Linked DNA regions of Mus musculus: region 1 is linked to region 2. Evidence: chromatin contacts called from public promoter capture Hi-C data. All regions are on one chromosome and are shown on one strand. Each heading gives the region's core, a stretch centred on a gene start, on an enhancer-like site or on the middle of the called end of the contact. The rest is flanking DNA. Distances are from core to core; before and after follow the strand shown.

Evidence for each region. Promoter capture Hi-C pulls out the DNA fragments that hold promoters and counts their contacts.
Region 1: a contact with region 2 is called in a promoter capture Hi-C map of pre-B cells, with 4 times the contacts expected there. The contact joins the promoter of Tcn2 here to the promoter of Pold2 in region 2. A contact is called at or near these places in 1 of 39 promoter capture datasets (pre-B cells) and 1 of 9 other capture datasets (adipose tissue).

The regions. Positions count from the first base shown.
Region 1 is chr11:3,930,737-3,933,436 of GRCm38.p6, forward strand. It overlaps Tcn2 (transcobalamin 2), which reads right to left and starts at 1,308. Exons shown (of 10, transcript NM_015749.3): 1 at 1,240-1,308; 2 at 657-851. The coding sequence starts at 720.
Region 2 is chr11:5,876,943-5,879,642 of GRCm38.p6, forward strand. It overlaps Pold2 (polymerase (DNA directed), delta 2, regulatory subunit), which reads right to left and starts at 1,314. Exons shown (of 11, transcript NM_008894.2): 1 at 1,250-1,314; 2 at 1-47.

The sequences.
Region 1 (2,700 bases), core at 58-2,557, 1.9 Mb before region 2:
GAATCTATAAGAGGTCTCTGGAGGACTATAGCCCTGGGATGACTATCTGGAGCAGTCAGGGAGAACCTTCAAGTACCTGGAATGTTTGCCGCCGCCCCCCCCCCCCATCCATTCCCTCTGGGACTTCTTCCCAAAGCCTTCTAGTCCTTCTAGTCTTTGGACATCCTTTCCCATCCTTCTCTTTGATTCGACGGACCCCCGTGGCTTTCTATTGTTGCCTCAGGGTGACTTGTTTTGCATCACTCACGGTAACCCAATTTGGCACCCCTTTTGCCCCTTTCATAGAGCATAAACCCTAGGAGAGCTGGGACAAGTCTTGTGTACTCCTGACCCTTTCTCCAAACTAAACACCGGGCCTATTAACCTATCTCAGAGAGGCCCCATGTGCACCGAGTAAATGAACAAACTGCTGGATGAACTGGGGAGACCCTGTCGGGGACAGGGGGCACGTGTCCATTCAGCATGCCCAAGCACTAAGGTCCTGTTAAAAACTGCTGTGGGAGACCTGAGGGGCAGGTAAGTTTCTCCATCCCCCACTTCCAGTTTCCAATTTCCCCAATGGACAAGGACAGCCCCCCCCCACACACACACATATATCCCCGCTCCCCTGCCCTTCTCCCCCCACCCCAGGGTCCAGACACGGGTTGGTTACTTACCACAGAATTCAGCAAGAGCCCCAAAGACTCCAGAAAGGAGCAGCAGCGCCTTCAGGAGCTCCATGGCAGGCACAGGTGGGAGGTGGGAGACTCCTGGGTCTCACCTTGAGGGCTTGTCTGACTGCAACTGTTGTCTTGCTTAGGAAGAGGCAGCTTCACTGATTAATTGTCCTTCCAACAGCCGGAAGCACGCTGCTAAATCAGCAGAGAGAAAGGGGGAAAGGTCTGTTATGGGGCAGGAGGCCAAAGAACAGAGGAAGGAAGGAAGGGCAGAGCTGCTTGTCCTCCAGATGAGAACAAAAAGGGACTCCGTGGGGCAACTCAAAGCTAACCTTATCTGTCCCGAACGCTTTAAAGACCCCGGAAGCAGCACAGAAAGCCTGGTGCCTAATCTGTCCCAAGTCTATCTGACAGTGCTCGCCGGGGTCCGCCCTGCCCCGGCTTGCACACCCGCCCCGCGCCCTCCCCCCCCCCCGCCCCCCGCACATCCCAGCCCCCTGCCCACACACACACACCCCACCCCTGCCTGCACACCCGCACCGTTGCTGCTCTGGCTGCAGACATTCAGGACTAGAGTACCTACCGGGTGCACTTCACAGGAGTCCCTGGAAAGTACTTACTTTGACTCTCGGGGTCAGAGCTGGGAAACTGTGGTGATCACGTGACGGAGCTCTCTGGCGTCAGCTGTTCTGCCAAGGAGGCGGGGCAGCTGCTGGACCCGGCCCAGACAAACAAGTCTCAATCAACCAGACACAGCCTGGGTTTCCTTGAGGCGACAGCGAAAGTTGAAGAACAAGTGAATCTAGCAAGTTGCAAAACCTTTGGGAGCAGGGCTGCAGGGCTACTTGCCCTGAACTAGGAACGTCGCTTAAAGACATCTTGGCAGAAAAAAAACATTGCTTATCTGCCCAGCCCCACTGGAGACTCGAAGGATGAATCTAGCAGCGATGGGTGACCTCTCTGAGTTTCAAGTTATTCTCTCTCTCTCTCTCTCTCTCTCTCTCGAGAGAGAGAGAGAGAGAGAGAGAGAGAGAGAGAGAGAGGGTTAAACAATATTATCCTAGCAGCAATTTCCCAGTTCCACTTGTGAAGATGTTGAGACCGTAACATGCCTCTAGTCATCTTCAAATGAGATGTTTGTTACAACTATTTTTATAGCAAACTGTCAAAGGTCACACTTTCAAGAGAATCTATTTTTGTGCCAGGGTAATTATCACAAGCTAAGACCCAACACAGATATATATGGACCTGGATAGCAGTTATTAATTAGCAGTAATTAACGTAATGCATGTGTTGTTGCTGGCCTAGGTCATGTTGTCAGAGAAACTGAAAAAGACAAAGGACTCTATCATAATGCGGGGGTCACATGTGGGGTGCACACCTCTAGCCCCAGCCACTCAGGAGACTGAAGTAGGACTGACTGGCAGCCAGCTTGAGTAACCATGAGACCCTATCTCTTTAAAAGGAGGAAGAGAAGCTGGAAGAAGAGGCGGTGGGGAGCCAAGTATGGCTCTTGGTGCACACCTATATCTAGAATGTGGGAGACTGAGGCAGGAGAATCATTCCAAGTTCCAAGCCAGGCTGGGCTACTGAGACCTCATCTCAAAACTCAGGGAGACATAAGATGGGGAGAAGGAAGAAAGAAGTGAAGGAAGGAGAGAGGCAGGGAAGGGAGAAGCAGTAATTAGCTCGGAGTAAGGCGGGAAGTCCGCATGCACGTGCATTTTGCAGGGAGAAGAGGCTCCAGTGTTGTGGGTGCTCACCAGAGAAGACTGCTCGAATGTGAGTTTGAGCCAATAGAAGTCCTTATTCGCCGGCACTGACTACACTGGGTGTCTGGGATCCCTGCGTAGTCCCTAGACTTTCTCAGGGTGAGCCTTGAAGCACAAAAACCATGTCCTGGGTTGACACATTTCAATTAACAAAAACAGTTAGCCAGAAATGGAATTAGAGAAGCCAAAAAGCAAGGTTAGTACATTCAGACTTTCCCAGAACTGTGGACTTTGATGGGCTAGGTCTTTGTTTTGTTTTGGCAGGTGGTGCT
Region 2 (2,700 bases), core at 64-2,563:
CTGGCTTGTTTGGTCCAAGCAGCTGTGTCCAGGCCGAGGAGTTATCACTGCAGAGACACACAAAGGCATTCCTGCAATCCCTTCTTGTACCCAAAGCTCCCCTAGTGTCCCAACCACGCTGTCCACAATGTGCACACATGTGTCCGGAGGTGTCATCCTATAACCTAGTCAGATACAACCTGGAGCTCGTTCCAAACCTTGTTCATCACCTCCTCCTCTCCACATTTCTACCCAATCACCAGGGTCTCAAATTCTGCATACCCTCAAATGGAATTATTGATCTGCTTCTGCCCAGCTCCCTGGGACCTCTGCTACCTCTAGGGATGCTATCAGGCATCACTGAAGAAGCCTGTCATAATATAATTAGTGATAAAAAATAAAGCATAAAGCTGCCCCTGTTTTGCTCAAAACCCCCCAAAGGTTGCTTTTCAGTAAATAAAACCCCAAGTTCTTACCACGACCTGTAAGATCAGCTCTGGGCCTCTAAGAACAGCTCCCCCCTCCTATCTGTTTCTCCTTCCAAGTGTCCCTTCCACAGCAGGGGCTCCAAGTAGAGGCCTCTCTACTCCTGCTGGGTCCTCTCCTTTTCCCCAAGGCTTACTGGCTCTTCCCTTTCAAGTCTTTCCTTAAAACTCACCTTCCCATATCTAATTGACTGCATTGCTACTTCAACTGTCTGCATCATTATCATCTCTCAAGCATTTACTTTGCCTCCTCCAACTGTTGCCTAAGCTCCGGCAGCGCAGAGGTTTGTTTTCTTGTATTGCACCCCTTCCCACTAAGATGTGCTTGGGGATGGATGCACAGCGGACTTTAGTATAAAGTATCTCAACATATTCTTCATGCGTAGTTGAGACGACAACAGGCTGGATGTAGTAACGGAAGTTTTGAACACAGCTTTCTTTTTCATTTTACTTTTTTTTTTTTTTTTTTGGTACAGCTATTACAAAGTTCAAATTCCCCTAGCTGGTTCGGCTTTCTTTAATGCGCAGCTCTGGCTTAGGGAGCGGACCCTATGAATTTGCCAAATGGGCACATGTAAACTGGATGTAAGCCAAAAACGCACGGTGGTGGCAGCGGCCCACACGGTGCTCCAGGCCGGACCCGACGGGAGACCTGCCCCGAAGCAGACACGCCCAGCTCGGGCCCATGTTACAGTTCGAAGCACCCTCAAGACCCCGGCCCGCTGTCCAGGTACCGCCAAGTCTGACCCAGGACCCACGTTAACCCCGCTCAGCAGCACACTCACCGCGCCACGCCGCATCCCGCCAATCTCTGCGCGCCCGTCCCGCCCATCGGCGCATCCAGCCAATCGCCTCCCGCCCCATCCCGCCCATCGCTGCACGCTTCATCCAGCCAATCCCCGTGCGCCCCGCCTCTGGACCGAGGAAACGCGGAGTCACGCCTCCGGTTCCCGGGACAACCCATCACTTAGCACTGGGTTTCCTGTGCGCATGCGGTGTTTGCGGCTGGGCCTCATCGGGTGAACTCCTTGGGTAGCGTGGGCCGTAGTGAGGCTGGGCGCCTGGCTCATGCTGCTCTCCCCGAGCGCTGGGGGTCTGGTGGCTCCTGTGTGGCTGAAGCTTCCCTCCCACTCTATCCTGCGCTGTGATTCTCACCCTGACTTCTCAGATTCCCTTGGAAGCATGAACAATTTCTCCCATCTCACAGGCAGGGAAACAGGCAAAATGACCCAGCTAGTGAGAAAAGCTAGAATTCACACTAAGACACCCTGACTGCAAGTGCATCAGACTTCAGTGGTAACATTGCTCCTTTTTAAAATTGCCTAATTACTCAGTCTGAAACTTATTACTTAAGGTAGGTTTCTTCTGGCTTACTAAGTTTTTTTGTTTTATTTTGAATTTATTTTGTTTTGTTTTGTGTGTGGGTGTGTTTTGCCTGCACGCATGTGAGGTCAGTCTCCTCGGAGGCGAGAAGAGAGCGTCCGTGTCACCTGGAACTGGAATTACAAATGGTTGTGAGCCATTCTGAAAGAGCTCTCAACCGAGCTTTCTCCAGCCCCTTGTTTCTGTTTTTGTTTGTTTTTGCTTTTTGAGACAAGGTTTCCCTCGTTCCTGTTTTAATAATGAATTAAATCATTTTTTTCCCCCCGAGACAGGGTTTCTCTGTATAGCCCTGGCTGTCCTGGAACTCACTTTGTAGACCAGACTGGCCTCGGACTCAGAAATCCACCTGCCTCTGCCTCTGCCTCCCAAGTGCTGGGATTAAAGGCGTGCACCCCCACCCCCGGCTAAATCATTTGTTTTTAATGTTTCAGTTTGTTGAGTATTTTTTCCTTTGTAAGCTGGGCTGAGTGCGGATTTTTGCCTACTGTCTCAAGTAGCCTGTTGCATATTTGATTATGTTGCAACGTTCTTGTGTTCCAGGAACAAACCCCATTTGATGGATTTGAAACCACTTTGTAGAATTAAAATCCAAAGTTACAATGACACAGAGCTCGTTGTTGTGCAGCCCCTTGACTGGAGCTCTCCATTTACTCTTTGGTTGCTGTTCCCTTTGGTCTGCAGGACTCTCCTTAGGATTCCTTACAGTAAATGTCTAAGGAAATGGACTCATCAAATTTTATCCCAGAATATCTTTATTTCTACTTTTTCCTTGAGACGGGTCTAATATATTCCATGGTGTAGCAACAGGGCCTTAAACTCCTGATCTTTCTGTCTACACCTCTGGAGTGCTGGG